4 separate regions of the Mus musculus genome follow, and all the other regions are linked to region 1. A link is a contact called in public Hi-C, HiChIP or PLAC-seq and promoter capture Hi-C data. All regions are on one chromosome and are shown on one strand. Each heading gives the region's core, a stretch centred on a gene start, on an enhancer-like site or on the middle of the called end of the contact. The rest is flanking DNA. Distances are from core to core; before and after follow the strand shown.

What was found. Promoter capture Hi-C pulls out the DNA fragments that hold promoters and counts their contacts. Hi-C and Micro-C count contacts between places; a contact is called where the count stands out from the background. HiChIP or PLAC-seq counts read pairs in DNA pulled down with a chosen protein or histone mark.
Region 2: a contact with region 1 is called in a promoter capture Hi-C map of pre-B cells, with 6 times the contacts expected there. The contact joins the promoter of 1700055D16Rik here to the promoter of Atf7ip in region 1. A contact is called at or near these places in 2 of 39 promoter capture datasets (liver and pre-B cells).
Region 3: a Hi-C map of B cells shows a contact between it and region 1, with 12 read pairs. The contact joins the promoter of Lockd here to the promoter of Atf7ip in region 1. A contact is called at or near these places in 7 of 39 promoter capture datasets (the 3T3-L1 cell line, the C10 cell line, cranial neural crest and 2 more), 9 of 484 Hi-C or Micro-C datasets (B cells, CD4 T cells, CD8 T cells and 4 more), 10 of 115 datasets of contacts at active chromatin or transcription factors (the SCID.adh cell line, astrocytes, bone marrow-derived dendritic cells and 6 more) and 1 of 9 other capture datasets (liver).
Region 4: a contact with region 1 is called in an HNF4G HiChIP or PLAC-seq map of pancreatic cancer cells. The contact joins the promoter of Gprc5a here to the promoter of Atf7ip in region 1. A contact is called at or near these places in 3 of 39 promoter capture datasets (the 3T3-L1 cell line, cranial neural crest and hippocampal neurons) and 1 of 115 datasets of contacts at active chromatin or transcription factors (pancreatic cancer cells).

What each region holds. Positions count from the first base shown.
Region 1 is chr6:136,515,777-136,522,552 of GRCm38.p6, forward strand. Atf7ip (activating transcription factor 7 interacting protein) reads left to right here and starts at 3,075. Exons shown (of 15, transcript NM_019426.2): 1 at 3,075-3,187. It overlaps Gm44140 (a long non-coding RNA gene), which reads right to left and starts at 2,977. Exons shown (of 4, transcript XR_001785394.2): 1 at 2,822-2,977; 2 at 2,673-2,716.
Region 2 is chr6:134,788,847-134,795,622 of GRCm38.p6, forward strand. It overlaps 1700055D16Rik (RIKEN cDNA 1700055D16 gene), which reads left to right and starts at 3,514. Exons shown (of 2, transcript NR_151454.1): 1 at 3,514-3,650. It overlaps Dusp16 (dual specificity phosphatase 16), which reads right to left and starts at 3,782. Exons shown (of 7, transcript NM_130447.3): 1 at 3,431-3,782.
Region 3 is chr6:134,926,134-134,932,909 of GRCm38.p6, forward strand. Lockd (lncRNA downstream of Cdkn1b) reads left to right here and starts at 2,959. Exons shown (of 2, transcript NR_037956.1): 1 at 2,959-3,152.
Region 4 is chr6:135,061,319-135,068,094 of GRCm38.p6, forward strand. It overlaps Gprc5a (G protein-coupled receptor, family C, group 5, member A), which reads left to right and starts at 4,344. Exons shown (of 4, transcript NM_181444.5): 1 at 4,344-4,457.

The DNA.
Region 1 (6,776 bases), core at 1,825-4,324:
AAAACAAAGATCCAATTGACAAAAATAATAAAAAAGTAAGAAAGGGCTGGGCATGTGGCTCAGTGGTAGAAAATTAAAGAAAAATACCTTGAAATGGATTAAGGACATAAACAAACACAAGCCTTGAAACTAAAACCAGAAATAAGAAAGTGTAGGGGAAGCCTTCACAAAATTGGTCATAACAAAACAATTTAAAAACTTAAAAAAATAAGTCCCTTTTATTCAGTCTTAAAGGCTTTGTACATGCTCTGGGCTCAGCACATACATTTATTATTTAAATCTTTAAATATCACTCCTCCACACACACAAAGAGAAAAACCCATGGAAATTTACAAATCCCCTACAAATGTCTTTTTGGTTGTTCACTTCCTCTTTATACAAACAACCAGAAAACAGCCAAGGCTGGCCCTGTAGCCCACTGTCCTGCAGAAGCCCAGAGGAAGAACGAAGAGCCCCGGGGGCTTCCTGCAGACCAGAAATCTATATTCAGACCAGGGGACTTGTCTTTTGACTTCTGTAGACCCTTGCGTATGCTCTTTATGTTCAGATGCAAGCAGTTCAAGGTGCTGAGGCTGTTGAGTTTTTGATAAGGTTGTTTTGTTTTCCTCCCTCTCTTTGCACTCATCTGGACCATCACTGGCACTCCTGCACTCAGAGAACCACTGAGGCCCACAAAAGTCAGCCTTAGAGGGACCTTCACCCCTGCAGCTGGCCTGCATCTACAGGGCCAGGGATGCTTGCACCTGCTTGGGCTCTACCAGTGGCATCTGATCTTGTGGAAACCATGAATTTTGATGTTCTAGAGGGTAGGCTAGTGCACATGATATGGTCTCAGATGATCCATCACTAGGCAGGAGTAGGCACATGTGGGTGGAAAGATGGTTCACTCATTGTCCTGGTTGTTCAGAACTGGCTGCTCTTCTGGAGAACTTAGGTTTGATTCGCCAAGACTGACATGGAGGCTCACCTGGGTGACAGCATGAGGCAGCACAACCTTGCCCAGCTCTGACATACATCTCTTGTGTGTTGGTCCTGAGGAAACACTTCCCACAAGATTTCACCTCAATGATGTGGGGGCAGTCCATCGGCCACTGTCCCGGAAGAACAAAGTTCTGGTCTCTTGTTTATCACAGCTGGTTCTTCAGCTCGAGCTCATTTTAAACCACAGATTCTTCACACAAATGGCCTGGTAGAGTCTTTGCTTCCCTCTGAAACGTCACAAGCTGGGCCACTGTCGTCTGCACTGCTCTCAACATTCTTGTCTCTCTAGTTTCTACGTAACAGGTCCCTGAGTTCTCCACACTCCATGGCTTTAGTACAATGTCCTACCAATCTGCCTCTAATCAACATGCCCAGGTCTGTCACAGGAATTCTGGGGCTGGAGCAGGAACATGGAGCTGATGTTTTCTTCCTTTTCTTCTTTCTTTCCTTCCTTTCCTCTTCCACCTTTCTTTTCCTTTCTCTTCTGTTTCCTTCCTTCCTTCTTTTATTTATTTATTTATTTTTTTTGAGTCAAGGTTTCTCTGTGTAGTCAAGGATGTCTTAGAACTCACTCTGTAGACCAGGCTGGCTTAACCTCACAGAGACAGGCTTACTTACTGCTGCCACCCAAGTGTGGGTGGCACCACACTCAGCTGGGTGTTTCCCCTTTCAAGGCCTCTTGTTAGATTAAGTCAAGTCTATTCTAGATATTCTCTCTTTCAACTCAAAATCAATCTAGAATCTTAAATACATCTATTAAAAACACTTACCTTTTTCCTTTTCCCTTTTTTGGAAACAGGGTTTCTCTATATAGCCCTGGGTATCCTGAAACTAGATCTGTAAACCAGGCTGGCCTTCAAGTCTTAGATTTGCCTGGACACTGTATCACATTTTATGACCCCAGAAGTTGTTTCTTGAATTTCAATTTCCTTGGGTTTGCCTGTTTAATGTCCTAGTTGAATTGTCAAGTACAGGACAATAATGAAAGCTGTGAGCTTCTTTGGAGAGAGAGTCTCAAGCTCTAGATGATCTGGGAGCATGTGGCCCCAGGTTGTCCTTGTTCTCTCAAGACCTGCCTCATCTCCCTGAGTGCTTCTGGGAATTGAGCCACAGCTGCCCATGGGAGTGTAGATTTCCTCAGCACTGACAGCTACTTAACTTTTTGATTGGTTAAGTTACTATTGAACAAATACTTAAAGGGAGAAAATTAAGTTTAAGGGATTCCACCTAATATTATTTTTCTGGCTCTTACTGATTTACAAAACATATTTAGAATCTTTTCTTCATTCTAGCTTCTCTCAATTTGTCGGAACAGTGATTACTGTCTCTATTTAAGCGACACGTGAATTTATGAGGTGTGAAGGCATGATTGGTACTGCTTGCTCTCTTACAGGATATCCCCCCAAAAGATGTTCATCTCCACATCTTGATGATTAACACAATTAACTTAGTGAACTTTAAGTGATACCTGTAACACTTTGACAGAGTTTGAGGCCGATAGATTTCAAATTCCAGACCAGTGTGGGCTACGTGGCAAGTTCAATGGCTAGACTGAGTTAAACTGCACGAATCTTCATCAACAAAACAAAACAAAAAGATAAAAATTAAAAAAAATTTTTTTTTCGAATAAATTACCGTACTCTAGGTTCTCTAGACTTATGGAAAAATCTTTTCGCTTTTTAAACACCTACTTTTTTTTTTCTCAAGTCTCATGGAGGGGTGGCCACTGAGGAATCTCCATGCAAAAAAAAAAATAAAAAAATTAAAAAAAAAACAAAAAAAACCCCAATCACCTCCAGGATAAAAAAGAAAAGAGCCAACCGGAAAAAAAAAAAATCACCTCCGGATGCGATCGAAAAGACGGCAGCGCCACCACCGCAGACGGGCTACAATTTCAAGGCAGGAGGCGTGGCCAAAAATCCCTCATTCAAATAAAAAACCAGGAGATTTGCATGGAGAATAGGCATCGCGCACGTTCATTGGCCGATCGCTCAGTGGGTGGAGTACATAGTGTGCCCACGAAGCTCCGCCCCCATCTATTTGCATAACGGCCCCGGCGCGTGCTGGGGAGAAGCGGGTTTGTTTTTGAATCTGCGGTGGCGGCGAGTGGAGCGCACGGCTGAGACGGCAGCGTCCGGGACGGCTGCACGGGACGGCTGCGTAGGAAGGAACTCGGGTCCCAGGCTCTCACCTCCCGCCCCCGAAGGTATACGCGAGTGCCAGGGGCTGTTCTAACCACTGTCGGAGAAATGACTATTGTATTTCGGAAGAGTCAAGACCGCATTATGGCGGCTGCGGGAGTTGAGTGTGCGCCTGCGCGGTTGCGAAGCTGCGGGCGGGCGCTGCATGGGAGCACGTGATCGCGTGGGGTCGGGCTCTAGCTGCAGTTGAGCAGCTGGCCGGGCGGTGGCTGCGCAGGCGCAATATTCATTTTCAAGAGCTAATGTTCTTGTTGGACGCCATTTGGGTTCTAGATTTAATTTTCTCATTCTCGAGGGGGTTTCGTCTCGTGCTTCTTCTTTTCACATTTTCCGAGGAAAACGTTTCTCTCGTGTCTTACACCTACCCGCACCTTAAAATCCTTTATTTCTCTCACGGTTTCACCGGTGCAGACTTGATATTTTGGTACAAATTGCCTCTTGTGGTTCTCGATTATAATTTCGCGTTTAGTTAGGTATTTCTGGATTCGCGTTCCATTTAGGGAGATAAGATCGGCACCTAGTGGTGCTCTCGGGGGAAGTGCATTTACTTCAGCTGCACTTTTGTAAATACATTTTTAACCCTGTTTTTACCGGTTCGCTTTTGGATGTGCAATGTTTACAAAATAGAAACTTTTATTTTTGATTTGTTTGAGAGGACAAGAAAAGGATGTACAAGTTAAGTTGAAATCTCAATTTTCTCAGGTATTACATCTTTATTATTTTTTTTTTTAAAAAGGAACATTTCATCCAAAGTCAATGAAGTTTTAATCCAAACACTTGAGTCTTTCATGTTTTTAGTTTTACTGTTTCTTCAGTTAGAGAAATGTTAAAGAAAATTAGTGAACACGATTTCTCATTATTTTGGGATGACGTATAAGCTATTATATCATTTTTTGATGAAGAATTTTACAAATATTACAAGTTCTATTGAGGTCCTTATTTAAGGGAATCAATTAAACATTTTGAGTTTTTGAAAAAAATATGTGCACTGTAGTATATGTGTATAATGTACACTTTAAATATGTTTTAGGTGTATATGTCCTGGTTTTAGTTTCTTAAAATAACTATGGGTGTGCTACTGATTAAAGTTGTGATGCCACTAAATTTCAGTTGTATGTAGCACAATTAGGTCAGTTGTATGTAGCACATTGGGTCAGTATACGTATAATTTAATATAATTTTCTTATTCTACCCGTTGTTTCTTACTAGTCTAAAAACTTGTGTTTTCATAAACATCTGTCATTCATATGTATAGTTGCTTTTTTGGTTGCTTATGTAACCCAAGTTTAAATCAGTCTGTTGTCAAATTAAGTGCTGTTATAATGTCGATTGGTTTGGGCTATCTCTATTACCCGAAACAAATACTCTTAGAAATAATAGGATATAATTGAAAGGAACATTTTGGGCTGTTTTTTTTTTTTTTTTTTTTTTTTTTTTTTTTTTTTTAAATGCTGTGACATATGCCCTGGAATGGAAGGACGGGGAAGGAAGTCTTCTCCTCCTGTAGCTAGCAGGTCTAAAGTTGATGTAATGGGAATCTTGAGCCTCTGCTGTCTTGTACCAGGAATGAAGGCAGTTCTGCCTTTTTGAGACTTTGATGCTTCTGAGGTGGTTTCCCCTCACCCCATTTTGTACTCCTAGTATTTGAGTTTATGTATTTAAGCTTAACATTTTTGTTTGAATGCATGGGTAATTGTGTCATGCGTTAATATTGAGCATCATAAGAGGCACTAGAAAATTACATAACATGCAATTTCAATATTGATGGGACAGTTTTGCTGTATTTCTTAGAAGGTAAATGTAATTTTAAGTTTACTAAAATTAATGAATTGTCTGAATGTCAGTGGTTGATTCTTTAGTATTTTAGAAACAAGTACTAAAAGTTTGAAATTTTAGTTTGGTTATAATTAAATGAAGCATTGTGCATGTATGTACACACACACACACACACACACAGACAGACAGACATGTTACTCAAAGTATGAACAATCACTGATATGTAGTTTAGAAAGAATCAGGCTGGAATGATTTAAGTCATAAAATTAAAATTTTATTTTTTAAAAATTACTTGATTTTGTACTCTGTTGGAATATTTTCACGTCCACAGTATGAAGATTTAGTATTGTGTTAATCGCCCTTAACTACTGTGGTGATGTTTGTAACTTCACTTTTGCTGTGGTAGATCAGTCTATAAATATTTATCACTATATATACATATAAATACGTACACACACACACACACACACACACACACACACACACACACACACACTTACATGTGTATGTTTTCCAAGACAAGGTTTCTCAACCCTGGCTGTCCTGGCACTCACTCTGTAGACCAGGCTGACCTTGACCTGCCTGCCTTTGCTCTGCCTCCCAAGTGCTGGGATGAAAGTCATGTACCATTACTGCCTGATTTCATTTTTAATTAATTTCCTGCAATTTTCCTTTTTGGTTGTGTGTGCTGTGGGTCAAACTCAGGGCCTCAGGCATGCTAAGCACACACTGTCATGTTAAGCACACACTCTCATGCTAAGCACACACTACCATGCCCAGCTGCATTCCCCAGCACACTGCATGCTCTTGTAACTTAGTCTGACTAGCTCCCCATTTTAGTGTTCTAAAATGTTTTTTAAATAACTGCATAATAATGTATTATCAAAATCTTAATTATCAGATATTTTCAAATCAATCAATGTCTTTATTCCTTTATTGAGACAATGTATCCCTATGTAGCCCAGGCCATACTAGAACTTGCACTGAAGCAGATGGATATGGTTCTTCTGGGATTAAGTGCCTGGCTCCAGTATGTTTGTTTTTAAATATCTGAAGGTTATTTGTACAGGATGAGTGCACTCTGACTTTGTAAGCCTCCTGCTCAGACTGTGTGTGGCTCTGTTTCTCTTTGTTCTCCCCTCCTCACCCCAGCTTCTCAGATGTAGCTCAGGCTGGCCTAGCCCTAGGCTGTTTTTGCCTCAGTAGCCTGAGTGCTGGTTACTGGCATTGTCAAGCTAGCTTGTTGCTTATTTGCCTAGTAGAAATTTTGTTATGGTAAACACATGGTGAACACAATCATAATCCATAAAAATAGCTGTTCAAAATTGGTGTTTCTATGTGGAGCAGCAGTGGCACACAACACAGAAACCTGGCTTGGAAAAAAATAAAAATAAATAAATGCAAAAAAAAAAAAAGCGTTTCTAAGGGTTTTGCCAGAACAATTAATTTGCAAAATAGAACAGTGTAGAGGTTTTTAATTTTGTTTGCTTTGTTTTTGTTTTTCCAGGGGCATTTCTCACACTGCCACCAGTTAAGGGGAGTCACTAACTTTAATTAGGGAAGTCGATTTCTTTCCTGTGAACTGAAGTGTTTGAGGTGTGTGTGTTCAGTTTGCTAATGCTCCTCCTCTCTGCTTGTCAGCAACAGGTGTGCCAACTGGCATACTTAATGGAGCAAGTAAGGGTCTCCCGGTGTAGCCCTGCCTGTCCTGGAACTCACTATGTTGACCAGACTGTCCTGGAATTTACAGGAATTCACCTGCCTCTATCTCCCCCTGGAATTAAAGGCCTGTGCCAACATACCTGGCTGCACTGTCTT
Region 2 (6,776 bases), core at 2,264-4,763, 1.7 Mb before region 1:
TTCTACTTTAAACTTAGCTCTGGGAATTAAGTTTTATGCTTACATATAGTTATATAATCACAAAAATCCATCTCCTCACCGCTAGATTGTGTTTTTTAATACAAAGAAACAGAAAACAGAGATCTGACTTTCTGATGACAAGAGACCTACATCATTAACCAATATCAATCAGGAAGACGATGACAATTAATTATTCTCTTCTTGTTGAAGTATCAAGGGGTATTTTTCCACTTATACCTCTTTCCTTTTATCCCAAGGTGTATCCTATTTCCTCCTATACTGGTCATACCCCTGGCATACACATACTGGCATGTGTACACACACACACACACACACACACACACACACACACACGCGCGTCATCTTGCCGTAGATTCTTCTTTTGAAGCACTCTTGTTTTTCTCCGGTCATGTATCTGATTAAATTCCTCGCCTCCTAGCTTAGTCAGTGTAAAAGAGTGGCCTCTTCTTAAAGCTTAACCCTGATTCTTTACCTCCAGCCAGCCTTCAGGACCCTTCCCTCACAAAGCCAACCCTTTATCTATCTAAATAAAAGAAGTGTATGAAAATGAGAGATTATCCACAATACAAGTAAATTGGGAAAATGACATCTGGCTTTGAAATATATGTAGCTTTAGGTAAGATTCATTTTATGATTTTGCTTAAACCAACATTAGTAAGATTGTTTTTTCTTTATGATGGTGAACATCAGTCTCAATTTTAAAATCTGATAATTACTACTTTAAAGATAATCAAGCATCAAGTATATTTTGTTTCCTATCAAGTCTTTTTAACATGTATAATCTGTTGAAATATGTTGAAAAACTTGTTTTCTGTTATGCCTGGTTATCTTCTTGGGGAGTTTTAAGCCATGAGATTTCCCTATATTAATCTACTTCTTCAAGTTATTGTATCTTCTGTTTGAGAACTCAATGCACTTAAAAAACATTAGTGCCCAATGAAGTTATTAGTCCAATAAGATACAACAGAAAAATGTCTTTGTTAGAAATACCAGGAACACATAAGACTCTAGGATAAATTACACTGGTAAATGATATCAAGTTATATTTTACAGGACTTTATGGTTGGGTGAAAATAGAAAAGGCTTAACAATGAACATGTATATAAACTTGTTTGTTTAATATATTAAGTCCAGATAATGAAAATTCTATGAAATTCAATTTCCTAATTCAGGCAGTTAGAGAAGAAAAAAAAAAAAGCTATTTTAACACTCCAACATTGTTCCTGTTCTTCTCTAACTCGAGCCAAGCTTCCTTCAAACTTCTCAGACCTACTCTTTCTCTATGTGGGAGGGAACATAGTTTACACCTAGGTCCTCACCTAACCCCAGCCAGACTCTTAAACCAGCTGACCTCTGCCTCCTCTTTTCCACTCTACAAATAAATCTTCAATGTGTAAGAAAGCAGGAGAGAGGGGAACTGAGTTACCAGGATCTTCCTCTTTGACCCCTTTCTCAATTCCTATAATTAAACCTCTGTTCAAATAGACCAGGAACCCCCAATTTCGTATTAACATTTTAAATTTATAGGTACTCAACTACATTCACCAAGCTGAACTATGAGACAAGAACTTCCAAACTGAACAGAGTGAGGGGTGGGGAGGGAGTGGTAACTGTGTACTTCTGTTCCTGGCCCTGTCTACTGAAACTCACCATCTGAAACACTGAAGGAAAATCAGCACAATTCTAGGATAAGTATTTCACTTGAGTTGCTAAGATACCAGAGAGTAAAATAAAACAAAAAATTGTAACTATCATTATCAACAGTTTATACTTTCTAAACATCAGCTTATTCACCACTTACTAAAATGCAAAATAAACTTACTTCGAATTTTCTCCCCATTTGGAACTCTGATAAACACAAAATCTTACACCTTAAAACTAATAATTCAAGCTGAAGTTCTGAATTTGTCCATAAGATGGTAAATGTTATGAAAATATCAACATTCCACAATGTCTTTAAACACAATAAGTTCCACAGTTTTATTTTTTACATAAAGACAAAACCCTTTTGCAGTGCCTGGTCACATTTTGACTAGAATACACAAAGCCACAGACACTTCAGTTTTCAATTTACTTCTCCAAGCGACTGGTCTTCACCCAATAGAGAATTCTATAAATCTGAATTACAGCCTCCCACAGTGTGCTCGCTAATATTTGAATTGTCTCAATTGTTAAGCTTTTTTCCCCTTCTTCTGAAATTTACCTTTAAAGGTCTTTTCTTTAAGGGAGATGAAAAAGTGTAGGCTTTTTGAGGAAGTAGTTGTTAACTGTATGTACTATCAAGCTCCACAGAGTGGCCAAAGAGGCTTATTCCCCCTGAGAATCTATTTCAGAGAGAGAGAGATAACGTGAGCAGGAGAGAACACATACCTGGTCATTTTCCCAGCAGGTTCGATAGGTTTGATTCGCTTGTAAGAGCAGAGTATTTACTTACAATCTTTAAAAGCAAAGTGGCACCCAGCGCACTGTGTAAATAAAAACCTCAGAGGTTTAAAAACCCTCATCCTAACTCACTTCCCCTTGGTTCAGGGGACGGCACAGCCAACCCCACAGCAAATGAGATTATGCAACAGGTTTTTCCTCTCTAATCATGGGCTGATTAGAGGTGTGCGTTCTCCAAACAATCTGAGACACACAGGACTTCAAAACACCAAGGATCTTTGCAACAGGCGTTTAAGAAAAGTTCTTTCCAATTTTGCACAAGCCATTCATTTTAAGATCTCCTTGTACTTTCCCCAAGTGTATTATCAGCTTTCTGTAGGAAACAACCCGTCGCTCTTAAAGAGTTTGCATGTATGTCCTCCTTAGGGTTTTTTTTTTTCCACGTGAAACTACACCGTACACACACACACACACACACACACACCGTCCGTTGTTTCCCCGTTTTCATGTCTCACATTTTACAGCTACTGTAAATAAAGGAGTCACCGGCGGACCGTTTTCCTCCAACACCGTGACGGGAGCCCCGGAATGAAAGTTGAGTTTTGGGGGTGGGTTTTTTTTTTTTTTTCCTTGTTTAAGGAAGCGACACGGTCGCTCCCCAGGTGGCCTCGCTGGCTGCCTGCACACACACAAGGTGAATTTGGGATTATGGAAACAGTCAGGGCCCCACTTGGCAGGCGTGTTGTGTAACAGTCTGGAAGTGAGCAGCTTCGCCCGCCCAGGTGCCGGCGACCCGCGGCCCGGGGCTCGTTCGCCCGCTCGCCCGCTCGCCCGCTCGGCGCGGCGAGGCCGGGGCGCCCCCGCGGCTCGGGCCGACCCCCAGCGCGGCCTACACACCCCCCGCCGCCGCCGTCGCCGCTCCGGGCCGCCGTGGCCCGCCGGCCCCCGGCCGGGGAGAGCGCGCGGCGGCCGGCACGAGGAGCGGACGCGCCTCCCAGCCGGCCCGCGGCCCGCCGCGAACACTTACTTGAGGGGCCGCCGGCTCCAGGCTCGCGGAGGGGAGCGAGCGTTGTCACCGCGTCGCCCAGCCGTCGCTCGCGCGTCCTCCTCGCCGCCGGGGCTTCTCCTCTGAAGGGTGGGCGGAGAGCTTAGCGAGAGCCCGGGCGTTTGCAACTTTTCTTCACTTTCTCTTCCACCGCCCCCCGAAAGAGGGAAAAAAAAATGTCGACAGGGATGAAGAAGTTGAGGTAAAGTTGGGGGTCCGCGCGGGAAAAGCGAGAGGGGGAGGGTAAATGGTTGGAAACGGGATGAGAGCCCCCCCAAACGGTGATGCCCGCAGGAGGGGACCAGGGGGGGTAGTGTGGGGGTTGGGGAGAGAGAAAGAGTCGCTGGTCAGGAAACTTCAAGCGCGGATGAGGTCATCGGTTTAAAAATAAAGAGATGGCGTCACTTGAAACCAATCCCAGTGAATGAACTCAGCGGAGCCCGGGGGGGAAAGGAGGAGACGGGCGAGGGCGGGGCGGGGGGCGGGGTGGGGGGGCGGGGTCTCCGGCCCAGGCCGCGCATCGCCCGCCCCTCGGCGCTCGTCCCCGCGAGCCGGAGCCTCCGGAGCCTCCGGGAGGCGGGCTCGGGTCGCGTACCGGGCCGACCGAGCGGCGCCTCGGCGCTCCGGGTTCGCGGCCCGGGAGCCTGGGTCTGTGGCCCGCCCGCCTCCTGCCCGCGCTGGGGTCTCTCCTCCGACGGAGGCGGCTGCTCCAATGCCCCCACTCTAGGGGAAGGAAAGCAAGGCGATCTGAGAGTGCTGCAGTCAATCATTTTGTAAGAAGGTCCCGGAATCCCAAATCCGGGGCTTTTCTCTTGAGAGGGAAGTTACAGGTACTTGAAGGAAAACTGCACCGGTGATATCAAACATATCTTCACCTATGTCTTCGTCCTTGAAAGACCCTACTACACGAGTGCGGGCAAACGCAGCCAAGAATTATTTTTTCTAAAAGAATCTTTTCTGCGTGCCCTCGAGATGGCTCAACAAGTAAAGGGTCCATGCGGTGGAGAGAACCGCCTTTGAAAGTTGTCCTCAGTCCACATGCTGTTCCCCACCCCGCTACACACACACACACACACAAATAAATAAATAAAATGTAATACACACACACAAATAAAATGTAATAAGACGTTAAAGGTATTTTAGGGTTGTTAGGAGCACTGACGGCTCGATTCCCAGCACCCACATGGCAGCCCAGAACCATCTGTAACTCCAGTTCCAGGGGATCTGATGCCCTCCGCTGACCTCCATGGGCACCGAGCACACATGGGGCGCACACACAAACATGAAATCAAAACGCCCTTACACATTAAGTAAGTATTCTCGACATCGGTAGTACAGCATCATCTTTAAGTCAAACCAGAGTTCACTTGCTTTCAAGAGATGCAAGACCTACTTGAGCCTACTTTAACTCCAAGTCTTTCATGGGTTTGGGTTTTTTGTTTGTTTTGGTTTGCTTTTGCTTTTGCTTTTTTCTCCCTTCTTTTCAAAGTAGCTTTGTTTTGAGACACTACCTACTTAGGAAAATGAGAGACCTGAGGTGGCGACAACCACTCTCAGCAACTGAATAGGACAATCGAAGCTTTATTCCAGTGTTCTTTGAGCATCTGAGCTTGAAGCTTCTACTAAAAAGGACTCACGTGGATATCACATAACAAAGATGAGATCAATGACAGAAAAGCACACTTCGAGTGGACTGGCCCAAGAACCAGATTCCTGTACCCCTCAACACACGCCATCTGCAGGGTACTGAAGTAAGGATTCCGGCCTTCAAGCAGTATGTTGAGGTGAATCGATGTGGGCACCGCCTAGGTGGCTTGGCGTGCTTTCCGAGTGGGTTAGAAAGGTAACGTTTCTGTTAGTCCTCTCCCACCTTTAAACCCTGCAACAAAGGTGCACCCGTTAAGGCTGGCAATCATTAATCATTTAAGGTAACCATTATGGAATATGCCTCCGGGGACTTGCAGGTCATCTTTCAGAGTGAAAAAGGGAGCCCTTTTGGAGGTGAGAACCGCAGAAGCTGCAAGCTGAGCTTGCCGATGCCGACCCAGCTTAGAGGAGAGGTGCCTTTGACCTTCTGCGGATTTGAGTGGAGGCGGCTCCCTGTCCTCTCGTGGCAGGACGCGGTACTGCAGCGTCACCAGCTGACAACCACCAAGACGCCTGCTTTTGGAAGTTGGGAGAGGAGTAGGTGAAAAAGAGCTATATAAGGAGTCCCCTAGCTCAGGAAAAAAAAAAAAAGTTTGTTTGTTTGTTTGTTTTTTTAAATGTTCTGGTCTAGCCAGGTGTGATGGTACACAGGTAGCAAGACAATTCTGGCACTCGGGACACTGGCTGGACCAGCGTGGTGGCTCTCTGGGTAAAAGGCCTGAGGACCTAAGTTCCATCCTGGGATACACAAGGAAAGGAAGTACTCCTGGTCTCCACAGCCAACACGAGGCATGTCTGTGCATACACTCATCGCATACACATATACACTTTAAAAGAGACTGTGGCAAGAGGATTGAAAGCTAGAGGCTAACTTATGCTACAGAGGTTGACTGTCACAAGCAACAAAGCCAAGTGCAACTGTCCCCTTCATGAAGATGGCTGTCTTTGGTTTATCAAGGAACCGGCAGCCGGTGTTTCACAGAAAACGGTCTTACTGGGTCAGGATTTCAATGCGCTAGAAACAGAAAGAGTGGAAAGGATGAGATGCCGTCCTTTCAAAAGGCTTGAGAAAAAGAGGATAAATTCCAGTAAAGCATAAGTGTAGAACATTTAAACCCTCCAAGGTCATAGTGGTCTGGCAGCCTATCTCAGGTTCAGCTTGCTCCTGATAGTATCCTGTGGGTGTTTTGTGTGCTTGTTTGTTTTCACATTTGTTTATTTATTTATTTATTTATTCATTTATTTATTTACATACTAGGGGTGGACCATGGTACACTTGTAAAGGTCAGAGAACAACTTGCCAAACAACTTAGTGTCCACATGTGGGGCCTATTGGTCAAACTCAGGTCGTCACACTTAGCAGCTCACACCTTTACCTGCCTCAAACCTAACCAGACATGCTCCGTGTTTGTTTGTTTCGTGTTTCGTGTTTTGTGCAGAATCCTACTCTGTAGCCCAGGCTGGCCTGGAATTTCATTAATTCTGCTATCTTAGTTTCATTAATTCTGCTATCTTAGTCTCCAGATTGCTGGAATTATAGGCATGACAACCATGACTGGCCTCTAAAGCTCTTTTTTTTTTTTTTTTTTTTTTTTTTTTTTTTTTTTGGTTTTTCGAGACAGGGTTTCTCTGTATAGCCCTGGCTGTCCTGGAACTCACTTTGTAGACCAGGCTGGCCTCA
Region 3 (6,776 bases), core at 1,709-4,208, 1.6 Mb before region 1:
GTGTCTTCATATCTGTTCAGCAGAGATGCATAATTTTTTTTTTTTTTTACTTAAAAAAATACAGAAACGGAGCATTTTTAAAGCCAGGTTGATCAGAAATAATTCTCTAAATAACACTCTTATTTTTAAAATGTGGTTAAGGTAGAAAGTAAATTATAAGAAATTTTTATGGGTAAATTGTGAAAAATCCAAATTTGGGTTTAAATTATTCATTGAAATACTACCATTTATATCACCATACCCAAAGGGGATTATAAACAAGGTAGTTCTAGCATTTTTTACTAGGGTTTTTATTTGTTCTTTTGTTTTCTTTCTTTTTTTAAAATAAAGCAAAAGTTGGTTTTTCTTCCTGTGCGGGATGGGAAAATGGATCTTTTGGTCGCTGGGCCAAGTCCTTCAAGTAGGTATTATTTTAATTAAAGACTAAAGGTGTTTTTGTGGTTCTGTTTAAAACATAATATAAAGGGCGGCTTGCAGGAGGACCAAGAGTCAGAAAGTCAATCCAAGTTGGGAAAACACCTCTGTTACTGCACAAACCTCATTTTCCTTTCATAGCTTTTTTTTTTTTAATACGAATTTTGAGAGATTGCATTTTAGGAATGGTGGACCGGGAAGAGGTGGATGCTCTCTGCGCCAGGCACGTCCACAGGAACGCATCCCCCCCGCCCAAGTCACTGTGCCCTCCATCCTCCGAACGCCTGTGTCAAGCCTCCACATACAATCTGGTGGTTCAAATGGTCCTTTTCCCGGAACCTGGACTCCTGCGCCCGCCGCGAACGTCCCTTTGCGGGTTTGCGGCCGCCGGCGTCAGCTACCCGCTACCCCACTACCCTGGTCACGGCCCGGTAGTCTCCCCAACTGTCCCGCAGCCCCGATCCCGCCCGCTCACTGTGGCAACTGCTGGTCGGGCTGGCTGGCGCCTCAAGACCAAAAGTCTTTAATGTCGCCGGCTACTTGCAAGTCCCGCACTGCCAGGGTGGCTGCGCGCAGTTCCCGCGCCCCGGGCGCCCGCAGGCCGCAAAAAAGCGGCCGCGCCTCTATCCGCGCAGCCGGGCTGGGTTACTTCTTAGAAACCTTTCTTCCTCACCATCGATCCTCCAGACGAAGAAAATCACTATGGAAGGCCCACGACCCTTCCCAGAGGACACCCCGCCGCTCACTGAGTTCTGGGGGACTTGCCCGAAGGGACCAATTTCCCGGAGTTCGTGGACCCTCCAGGGCAGCAGCCCGCTCCCACCCCTACCGCAGGGCTCCAATGATCCGCAGCCCCGCGGATTTCGAAAGCCTTCCCGGCTCGCTGGCGGCTAAGCGACCGTCACCAATGCGCGCCTAACTGTGGAGAACCACTGCCGCTTTCGGTGATCAGCCCTGCCCTTCACCCTGCTTGCAAAGTGCCCCCCACCTTTGCATCCTTGGCTGTCCAGAACCGCAGACCTGGGCAAGGAAGAACTGGGGGAAATAAGGATTTGGGGAGGGGGCTGTGATGGGTTAGATTGGGGGACTATGGACATTCACTAGTGGGAGGGAGCAAGCAGTCGGCCTTTCAAGCCACTGTGTGCCCACCACCCTGGCTGCACTGAGCGACCTTTCCTGGGAGCCAGAGAATTGCCTTCGCCATTACACCATCATCACCAGAAAACACGATTGCTCGTCTAGCGCTTTGAACTAAAAGGTGTTTTGTTTAGAAGTCCACTTAGGATCCCTGATCTGTTTTTCAGAGCATGGATTCTTTTTCATTTGCCATCTTTCACCTGAGCCACACCCTACTCCTGCCCCCCCCTTTCCTGGCTTTAAAAAATAATAAAATTAAAGCAAAAAAGAAACCTTGCAAACGACACTGAGGGGTAAAAAGGCCATGGATCCTACTTAGAAACCTATGGGGTCGTCTCCCTGATTTCACTCGCGTGGGGTTGTAATAGGGTGGGGTCAGCCACAGGCGGATCCCGGAGAACCGAAAGTGCACTTATTTCCACGTACACTCAAGTCTCAAGTCCCTCGGGCCTCCATCCAAGTCACAGACTTATCATGCATAAGGACTCAGCAGAGGTAGGAACCAGAAATTAGGAAATCTTAAAAAATAAAACAAAAGAAAAACCCCTTATCCATGCTTTGGGCGCGAAACCTCGACGCGCCTCTAAAAGGAACGTTAAGAAAAAGGCCGGGAGAAGGGCGCGCGGTTCGGGCGCCGGCCGGGGGATTGCATCATTTGCGGCTCCCCCTCCAGAACCCGGACTGAGAACCGCAGCCACCATCATGGCGCTCGGGTCGGGACGCGGGAAGCGCGTCCAGGCCGCGGCCAGCGAGCTTAGAAGCGTTTGCAAACTTGTTACTTGGCGGCGGAGCGCCGGTCTCTGGCCCCCTCCTTCCCTTTGTGTGCGTGTGCATGTGCGTGCGTACGTGTGTTTGCGTGTGCGCGTGTGTGATGTGTGCATATAAAGCGAGAAGTTGAAGTTTCTCCCTCTGGCCTTCCCCAAACCCCCCCTCCCTCGTCCCGAGCTGGTGGTTGTAAACTTGATTGGCATTGGCTGCGCCCACTGACCCCTGCACCGAGTCCACTGAAGATTTAAGGTGGATCTGCGAGGCTGCAGCTGCAGGCGGAGCCTCGCGCTTAACTGAGTTTTGGAAGAAAAAAAAAAAAAGCCTAAACCGTGCGCCTGCTGCGTTTTACGAATCCTTCGGTCCACAGGTCCGCGGGTCCCCGCCCAGCCCGCCGCGCTTCCCCCGCCCACCTTCCCCTGCTTCCCCATTGGCTCGCGCCTGCAGTTTGAATTTTTTTTTTTTTTTTTTTGGATGCTTGTTTTCTTGTTAAAAAAAAAAAATTACCGTACGGTAGATCATGTGATGAGACTTAGTTGGGGAGTCTGAGGTGGGGTGTTTTAGCTGGTTTGATTGCAGGTAGTAGGGAGTAGGATGGGTGGAGCTTTCTGTTCCAAAAGTTGCCCCCCCCCCGCCCCGCCCGCAAGTGCCGTTGACAGAATGCAGGCGGGAAGCTTCAGTTTGGGTAGAGATGTAGCATCAAACATTCACGGATGTCCAGGGAGCACGGGCACACAGGCTGCTGGCCAGAGGTACTAGGAAGGTACAGGCGGGAGTTCGACGAGGACGCACCTTCCCCTGTCTTGGAAAGGTAGACTTGGGGAGGGCGGGAGCGGGTAGTTATCCTAGAAATGAATATTACCCGTCATAGGAATAAACCAACCAAATACAAGGTGTGGCTATAGACTCTATATAGAGCAAAAGAGGTGTTATTTCTGGGGTTAGAGTGTCAAAATCCATCAGGACAAAGGCAGTCGGTGTCATTTTCTTCCTTTTTAACCTTAAAGGGGGGGGGGAACCTGTCTGTTTTCCAGGTTTGGTTCCCCACCCCCCCTTGTGAGGATGAGAAGGGGACATAAAGTCCCCTTTTGATTTCTGGGTCAGGAAACTCATTGGAAAGAGTTTGTTAAGATCTAGGAGGATTCAATTAGTAGAACAGGTCTAATACAAGTGATGGCTTTTATTAATTAGGATCCAACTATGTTTTTCTTTGCAGTGAAGCTTTTAAAACGTCATAATAATTAAACAGTAGTCCTAGATCAGTCTTTCTCTTTATCAGGGACATCTCATATGTATACCTTTCTTTGCCTTTGCCTTTTTTTTTTCTTCCCTTTTTCTTTCCTTAAAATAATTTCTCCTGATATCTCCTTTCAGTCTGTTTTAGCCAGAAGCCCAGCCTTAGCCTCCATTGGCCCCTGAACCAGTATGCCATGTTCTTAGTTTTTTAGCTGTCTAGTTCTGACCTTACCTCTCCCAGTCCACTAAGCTCCTTGACCCCGTCCATAAACCAACATGTTTGAGCTGCTCTCCAGGCTGTATTCATGGACTCTGTTAGAGGCTCAGTGCTTACCTCTGCCTTTCAGAGGACACATCCGATCAGAATGAGCAGTCCATGAGGAAAACCACATCCCTGGAAGGAGGAAGCTAGTCTCAGAAACAGGTCTTCATCTTGAGTGTGAGCCAAGCAGGGATTTGGATGGTCCCCGGACAGGGGTGTCATAGATAAAGATTCAGATAGCACGTGACTGTGAAAACAGGCTTGGAAACTTGGGCTTGGCATGGTGGAGCACACCTGTAATCTGAGCACTTGGGAGCTGGAGGCAGGAGGATCAGGAGTTCAAGGCCTGCTTAGGATACTGAGAGACTTTGCAGTCAGCCTGGGCTGCATATAACCCTCCCTACCTCGAATATACCAACAAGCGTACAAACAAAGGAGGTCATAAATAAAACCCCACTGGACATGGTGGTGTACAGCTTTAATCCCAGTACTCGTGAGGCAGAGGCAGATGGATCTCTATGAGTCCCAGGTCAAAAATAAATGCATTACTACTAATAATGGCTCCCCTCCCTCTTTCTCCCTCCCTCTACTTCTTGCTGGTCTTGAACTTGATGTGTCTGACGTAATCTCTTAACCAGATGGGACTGTAGGCACGTGCTACTGTATCCACCCTAACTTTTCATACTAAAGTGAAGCCTTTACATTTAGGCTCTGGAACAGCTAAATAGAAATCTATGGACATCTAGGTCTTGGGGGTGGGGAGGGGGAGGTTAAGTGTTTTCCGTGTGAGCATGACGACCCGGGTTTGGATTCCCGGAACTTATATAAAAAGCCAGCAATGGCAGTGCACGTTTTTAATCCCAGGGCTGGTGAGTGGAGAGAGAAAAAGTAGATTCCTGGGTTCTAGTGGCCAGCCATTCTAGCTAAAAAAATGGAGGGCCATAAGAGATGCCAGTGAGGACCCCCGCCTCCACATAGGTACACCCCATGCATGACACATGCGTGCACACAAAAGAAATCTACTAGCTAAGGTAACCTTTAAACAGTACTAGGTGGGAGCCAAATAATTGGGGTATGTACTGCTGACGGTGGTCCCAGACACAGAACAGAGCAGAAAAAGTTCTGCATATTGAAATATCATAGCACTGTGCACTGTCCACACGTTTGCGGCGTTCCTGGCGCAGACAAGCCAAGGGTGCTGTCAACTGTGTAAGAGTACAGCCATCCAATTATGTACAATACTCGATAATAATAAATTAACTTTAAAAGAGTTCTTTTCTGGTCTCTGATCCTTCAGAGTCATCAAAGGAGAGAGCAATTCTATGCATGTCACTGCCCCTAACTTTTACCTTCCGGGGAAGACAGGATACAAGGTAGATGTCGTTGTACTGTTTTTGTTTTCCACTGCCTGGCTAGAAGCCAGAGCCTTGTGCATGGTAGGTGAGCATACTAAAATTGAGTGAATCTTAGGCTAGCCTTGAATATAAGGTGTAACTACACCTACAACTTCAAGTAGTCTTCCTTCTTCTGCCATCCCTCCCCCCAGGAGCTTGAATTACAGTTGTACACCACCACACCTGGCTCAGGTAATAATAAGCTAGATCCCACTAGGCTAATACATAGGTTTGGAACTTTGTTTTGAACAGTAACAAAAATTATTTTTTAAAGTAAATAACACAGAAGGGATGGGGCTATAGCTCAGTTGGGAGAGTGCTTGCCTAGCATGAACAGGCCCCAGTTGTGATCCCCATCTCTACAAAAACCTGGTGCATGCCTATAATCCCAGTACTCAGAAGGCAGAGGCAGAGGCAGAGGCAGAGGAGGCAGAGGCAGAGGAGGCAGAGGCAGAGGCAGAGGAGGCAGAGGCAGAGGAGGCAGAGGCAGAGGAGGCAGAGGCAGAGGCAGAGGAGGCAGAGGCAGAGGAGGCAGAGGCAGAGGAGGCAGAGGAGGCAGAGGAGGCAGAGGCAGAGGAGGCAGAGGCAGAGGAGGCAGAGGCAGAAGCAGAGGCAGAGGCAGAGGCAGAGGCAGAGGCAGAGGCAGAGGCAGAGGCAGAGGCAGAGGCAGAGGCAGAGGCAGAGGCAGAGGCAGAGGCAGAGGCAGAGGCAGGAGGATCAGAAATTCAAGGTCATCTTCAGCTACACAGCAAACTAAGAGGCCAGACTGTCCTATAGGAGACTATCCCAAAACGAAACAAAACAGTAACCAAACAACAAACAAAAAAATGATCTCACAGATTAAGCCCATAAGGAAAATAATTTAAAAATATTTGTACAATGTGTTTTAAGTTAGATGTTATTACAAGTGTTTTTTTGTCTTTGTTTTGCTTTGTTTTAAAGGCAAGCATAGTTTGCATGCCGGTAATCCTAGCACTAGAAGTACTAGGTGAAGCTAAATGCCATTCTTGGCTGCACAGTAAGTGTGAGGGCAGCCTGGGTTACGTAGCAAAAATAAAAAAGTAAAAAAAAAAAACAAAAACAAAAAAAACAATGTTATATTAAAAAAAACTCAGTATATTGTAGAAATTAATTTATTATCTAAGAAAAAAAATTGTTTAAAATAGATGATGTTTGGCCCAGTTGGCCACTGTAGAAAGTCCACAGTGATGTGTGGCACTGGTCTCCACATATTCCTTTCTGTTACTCATTGATTACCCCAGGGCAACTCTCAGACATGCATGTTCTAGTCTGAGGACGAGTCGTATGCAGCTACACCAGTTTATATCTGTGTTTGTTTATTTTGAGACAGCTGAGTGACGCTCAGACTTACTATGTAGTTGAGAGGCCTTAAACTTGGTCTTCCTGTCTGCCTCTCGAGTCCTGGCATTACAGGCAGACACGGCCACTCCAGTTTCCGTTTTGTTTCTATTCTGCTATGTTTTTATTCTTATTTTACACACTCGGTAAGCTATTTTATGCAATATTTTTACTTTTCTGGGCTTAGATGTTTGGATACACGTATCTTA
Region 4 (6,776 bases), core at 3,094-5,593, 1.5 Mb before region 1:
AGCTTCTTTGGGAGGTTCTTCGGAGTCTTAGGAAAGGGGTCGGTGGTAAAGAAGAAATCATGTCCCCTCTGAACTGCTTCCTGCCCAGACCTGACACCTTATCCTTGATGTCATGAGCCTCACCCCAGACATAGTGACTCAGGGCTATAAGTGCCCTCAATGACAGCTAGCTCTGTGCTGTCCAGGGTGGCAGCCACTCATGACTTTTGATCCTCTGATATGTGGCTGGTATAAACTGGCATGGACTGTAGACATAAACATGCTAGACTTTTGAGGACTTAGTTTGGCAAAGTAATGCAGAATAACTCAACACACACACACAACACACACACACACACACACACACACACACACACACACACACATACACACGCGCGAGCGCACTTTAGACAAAGCCTTACTATGTAGCTCAGAATATCATTGAATTCAACACCACCCAAACACCTTCCCAAGTGCTGGGATTACGATCATATATCACCATACCTAGATTGTATTTTATTTATAAGGAAAAAACAATTTTAAATTACACTTATTTATGCACTTACTTAGTGTGTATGTACATGCTACAACACATGTGTGATACTTTGCAGAAGTTGTTTCTCTCCTACTGCATGGGACAAAACTCAGGCCATCAGCTTCATGACAGGCACTTTTACCCACTGAGCCATCTCACCAGCCTCTAGCGTCATTGTAAAGAGGGTTGTTAGCTGGGAGGTGGTGGTGGTGGTGGTGATGGTGGTGGTGGTGGTGGTGATGGTGGTGGTGATGGTGGTGGTGGTGGTGGTGATGGTGGTGGTGATGGTGGTGGTGGTGGTGGTGGTGGTGGTGATGGTGGTGGTGATGGTGGAGGTGGTGGTGGTTGGTTGGTGGTGGTGGTGTTGGTGGTGGTGGTGGTGGTTGGTGGTGGTGATGGTGGTGAATACCTTAAATCCTTGCACTTAGGGAGTCAGAGATAGGTAGATCTCTGAGTCCGAGACCAATGTAGTCTAGAGAGTGAGTTCCAAGACAGCCAGGGCTACGTAGAGAATCTCTGTTTTTTTTTTTTAATTGTTTTCTGTGTATGTGTGTTTTGACTGCAGGTTCATCTGTGTACTATGTATGTACTAGGTACCCAGAAAGGCCAGAAGATGGTATGGGTCCCCTGAAATTGGAGAGACAGACAGTTAGGAGCTACCATGTGAGTGCTGGGAACTGAACCCAAGTCCTCTGAAAAAGCAGCCACTCTTAACAGCTTAGCCATCTTTCCAGCCCCCTCTCCCCTCATATTTGAAAAGATAATGTGCTGAGATGGTGCTATTTGGGATCTATTGGGTTAAACAGATGATAAAGCAAGTTCTTTTTCCCTCTCATTTCTTCTCCTTCCTTCTTCATTTTCTTCTAAGGTCTCACTTTAGAGTCCAGACATGGATGGCACTTGATATGCAGACTTGAACCCACAATAGTCACCACACTTCATTCTCTCCATTGCTGGGACTATGGCCATGAGCCACCACGCCCAGCTCCCTATATCTTTTTACTTCTTATGATTCGACCAACTGCTGTTCCAATGTATACAGGGTTCTCTAGAGTCACAGAATGTATGGAATGTCTTTCTATATTGAGGGAATTTATTATGAAACAAAGCTAGTTATTTCAGCTGGTCTTCTGTAGAAGTGGATTCCAACAGATGTGCTGGCAAGTAAGTGCAAGCGTCAAGGAAGAGCGAATCTTCCTTTTTCCAATGTCCTTATGCAGGTCTCCAGCAAAAGGTGTGGCCCAGGTTAGAGGTGTGTACCACCATGCCTGGATCTGGGACTTGTTTCGTCCTAGGCTGACCTTGAACTCAGAGATCCCCTTGCCTTAGTCTCCTGGGATCAAAGGTCTATACTACCTTGCTTGGGCCAAGCTTTTTTTTCCTCCTCCTCCTCCTCCTCCTCCTCCTCCTCCTCCTCCTCCTCCTCCTCCTCCTCCTCCTCCTTCTTCTTCTTCTTCTTCTTCTTCTTCTTCTTCGATTTACTGATTTACTTTGTAAGTACACTGAAGCTGTCTTCAGACATACCAGACGAGGCATCCTATCCCATTACAGATGGTTGTGAGTCACCACGTGGTTGCTGGGATTTGAACTCAGGATATTTAGAAGAACAGTCAGTGCTCTTAACCTCTGAGCCATCTCTCCAGTCCATCCATGGTTCTCTTGGATACTGGTCTAGCTTCAGTTTCTATAGATGAGATTGTAGAAGTTTAGAGAGAAGCCCTTTCCGGTCTCATCATTCCCCAAGCCCTTTCCCCAGGCCCCTGTCTCTTGGTGAACCCCAGGAGAGGAGGAGAACTTGACGACCTCTGACCTGCAGGCCACAAGGGAGATGGCCAAGTTAAATATTGACTGCGGTTTCTTAGGTACGAGATCAATAGAAATATAGACTCCAAAGATTTAGGTTGTTTTGGCTCTGGTGTTTGAACCAGTACCTTATACATCACAGCATAAGCTCATGAAGAGTCTTTCTATTGGTGTGTGTGTGTGTGTGTGTGTGTGTGTGTGTGTGTGTATGTGCGTGTGTGTGTAGCACTCACCATGGTCCTGTGTGTAGGTCAGAGGACAACTTTACAGTCTTGGTTCTCTTCTTGGACTTGGTTGACCTTCATGCCGATTTTGGGAATTGGACTCTGGTTATCAGGTTAGGCAGCACGTAGTTTATTGGCTGAGCCACCTTCCCATCTCCTCTGCCTTTTTGAGTCAGGCTCTTGAGAGTAGCCCCCCCTCCCCCTTTCCCGTTGCCCTATATCACCTATGTGGCTCAGGCCGGTGGCCATCTTCCTGTTTCAGTCTCCCAAATGCTGACTCGAACTGTCATTTGCAGCAAGTCACCTTCAGGTGACCTCAAACTCCTATGTAGTAGAAACTGGCCTTGAAGTGTTTTTCTACCTGCTTCTACCACCCAAGTGCTGGCGTTACAGAGGTGCCCCGCGCCAGGCCTGGCTTGTTACATTTTATTCTTTTCTTTTCTTTTTTTGAGACAGGGTTTCTCTGTGCATCCCTGATTGTTCTGGAACTCACTGTGTAGAGCAGACTGGCCTCCAATTCACTGAGATCTGCTTGCCTCTCCCTTAGGAGTGCTGGGATTAAAGTTGTGAGCCCCTACCATCTGGCAAGATTGTTTGTTACATTTTAAAAAGCATTTAAGGGTGTGGAGAAAAGTGGGTCTCAGCCCCTTGTAGGGGTTAAACATCTTTTTCACAGGGGTCACCTAAGCCCAGTAAAAAGCACAGATATGTATATTAAGATTCATAACAGAAGCAAAATTACAGTTATGAGGTAATAACAAAGATAATTTTATGGCTGGGGGTCGCCATACATGAAAAATTGTATTAAAACTGAACTAAAGCACTTAGAAGGCCTGCTCCAGGCCTTCCCTACTACCTAAAAAGCTTAGTTCCCCCGCTGCCCACCAACGCAACCAACGGGGTAAACCTGGTCCAGTGCGTTGACATTCCAGGACTTTTTGACTACGGAGCAGGCAGGTTTCAGCCGGACTGGCCTGATAATGGATGCGCTGCGGGCCCCTACCTAAGCAGGAGGAATCAGACACCAAAGGCAAATTCCTTCATTTCAAAATTTTATCTGGCGTCTCTGTTCCTATCAACTGCTTTGTCAAACTTTTGGAGAGGTGGTTAAAAGAAAGGCGATATGATCTCTCAGTCAGGCCATGCTAACTTGGCTATGCGACAGTTCCAAGAAGGGCCTTGCTGAAGCGTCTCAACTTTTCCTTGGTCTTTACTCTTTAGCCGCGACTGGGGGACCCACAGGAGAGTGAGTGGCTGTCTCTTCCCATTTAAACTTGGCTTCTCCCTGCTCACCGGAGGAAGGAGTGGGTGATGGAGAGACAGGTGCCGCCAAGGGGAAATAAAGACCAACTTCTCCCACAGAAAGTAACAAAGGAGCTGCCTGGAGCTGCTGGCTTAAGTCTTTGCCCTTGGGGCCCTATAGTGCCCTCAGGGAGGATGGGTGTGGTTCCCTCCAGGAGATGACAGCCAGCAGCGCTCATCCGTAGCTGGGTTCACCGTGTGGCTCTTTTCATAAGGGCGGGAGCTCTGGGACCGACCTGAACACTCGTCGAGAGCTACGCCTGGCAGTCTAGGGTGCTTCCCCCGCAACCCCGCCACCTATTTCATGAGTGACTGTGCTTCTGACGTCAGGGAGGCTTTCAGTTCATTCTCTGGCACGGTGACTTTATTTTCACAACAGCGAGAAGTGCCGCGGAACTGGATTAGGCGTGTCCTCTCCCTCCGCCCCGCCCCCGCCCCTTGTCCCTCGGTTCACCCTCTCCCTCCCTCCGGCGACAGAAGCCTTTATAACCGCTTTGCGCGGCCAAGGCGGGATCCTTGTCCCAGGACCTGCCCAGTAGCCAGGGGTTGAGCGCTCTCGCCTTTCACGCGTGAGTCGCAAGTTCTCGCTTCACCCCGAGCGCCGCGGCGCCCAGGTAAGAGGGGTTTACCCAGGAGCGCGCTCCGGGCCCCAGTTTTAAATCCGGAGAGTGGGGCGTGGGGAGCCTTGGGGAAGGAGAACTGAGACAGTACAGCCCGTGATGGACTACAGCTGGCTAGGAGAAACAGATGAAACCGAGAAAGGAATGTCCTTAACTTCTCTCACCTCTGAATGTGTTCTCTGGGCTAAAACAGAGGGGAAAGACCAATCAGCAAACAGTTAGAAACTGTAGCACAGGCCTGTAATTCTGCACCTGGGAGGTAGATGCAGAAGAATCAAGAGTTCAAGGCCAGCCTTGACTCTACTGTGAGTTCCTGGTCAGCCTGGGCTATATAAGTCTCTGTCTCCAGATACAAAACAGTAGTTTAAAATACCAATATTAAAAGAGAGGTCCGTCTTGAACTGTACTAGGCCCCTCCCACAGGTTCTATGTAGCCACTGGTGGGTGGAAGATGGGCTATGATGCTTTCAACTCCCATCTGAGTTTCAAGGGTCTGTGAATGAATAGAGGGGTAGAGGGAGAGGATGCCAGCCGCTTCCTTCCCAAAGGAGCGAAGGCCGTGGAGGTCAGGAAGTGACTCACCTCAACGCCCCCCCCCCCTTCTCATGTGCGTGTTGTTCCTCCACCCCATCCCTTACTTTTCCTGTTGCCCCAGTCTCTAAGACCCTGTCTCTCTTTAACAAGAGGGGGTGAAAAGCTTGTCTTCCCGGAGGAGAAGAGACACAGGCAGGAGGAGGCTGGCAGATCACATTGAATGGAAAGACAGGAAACAGCAGTTGTTTTTTTTTTTTGTTGTTGTTTTGTTGTTGTTGTTTTTTTTTGTTTGTTTGTTTTTTTTAGACATTCAGGCTGGCCTCGAGCTTGTAACCACCATTCTGCCTCAGTTTGCAGAGTGTTGGGATAACAGGTATCGGTCTCATGGTAGAAGGCTCCCAAATGGCAAAAGCCTGCCTGGAAGCAGGTAATTGAAGGACCATCACCGTGCCTGCCTGCCTTTTCTCCAGGCAAGTGTCTGAGGCTTTTGTTGAAGCCTGGTGAAAGGTTCTCTGGAAACAGTCTCTTCTTTGCTCTTTACTGAAGGAGAATTCTTTAGCCACTTCAGATACAATGGCCTGGGAAGGTGGAGGGGAGGGTGAGGCCAACACTTCACCCTTAGGGGTTTTTGTACTGGCCATCACTGATAGAGAGAAGGAAGGGGAGGGGAGGAAGGGTTGGGAGGTGCCTTAGGATCAAAGAGGGAATGGAGAGGCTGGCCCCCAGGCCCAAAGGGAATGGCCACAGCTGTCTCTGACTTCCCAAGAAAAGGTCTCTACCTGGCTCCAGGCAGCCCTGTGTTTCCTGGTTCTGCAGTCATTTATCCAGCAGCCACCTGCCGCCAGGTCCTTATGCTGAGGAGTCGTAGGCAAGCGTCTTTTCTGTGTGTAGGTCCTGCCTGTCTGTAGTTGCACAGTATCCGTAAGCAGCAGGTTGAAAAAAATGTGCGCCTTCATTCCATTCTTGAGAGGTAATTGAGGATAACAGAGTGTGAAGAGGAATGTGGATTGGGGATTTCTGCTCTTTCTGAAGATCCACAGAGAGCAGGGGCAGTGGGTGGGGGCAAACAGAACAGTTTTTCACTTGAGGGGATCAGAGCAACGCTGGCTTTTGTTTGTTTGAGTGCTCTCTCTCTCTGTCTCTTTCTGTCTGTCTGTCTCTGTCTCTGTGTGTCTCTCTGTCTCTTTGCCTCTGTCCTCTCTGACTCTCTCTCTCTGTCACTGACTCTGTGTGATTGTCTCTCTGTCTCTGTTTCTCTTTGTCTCTGTGTCTTTCTGTCTGTCTGTCTGTCTCTGACTCTGACTCTGTGTGTCTCTCTGTCTGCCTGACTGTCTCTGTGTCTCTCTTTGTTGCTGTGCCTCTGTCTCCCTGGTGTGAACACGCCACACTGCACATCTGGTGGTCAAAGGACAACTTGAGGGAATTAATGGTGTCTTGTGTGAGGAACTTGGGTCCTTAGACTTGGCAGCAAACACCTTTACCATTGAGCCATCTCGCCCATTGGTGTTACCCTTTTAGGAAAGGGACTCAGGTAACCATGGCTGACCTGGAATTCACTGTGCACACGAGGCTGCCCCAGTCAGATCTACTTCTGGTTTCTGAGTGATGGAATTACAGGCCTGAGCTACCCTCTGAAAGCCCAGTGTTTGCATTTTTATTGCTCCCCTACCACCTTTTTTCTTTTTGAGTCGAGGTTTCTTTGTGACCCTGACCAGCTTGTAACCCACGATATAGCCTGGCTGGCCTGAACTCTTGCAACTCACTCTATGGCCGGGGTTG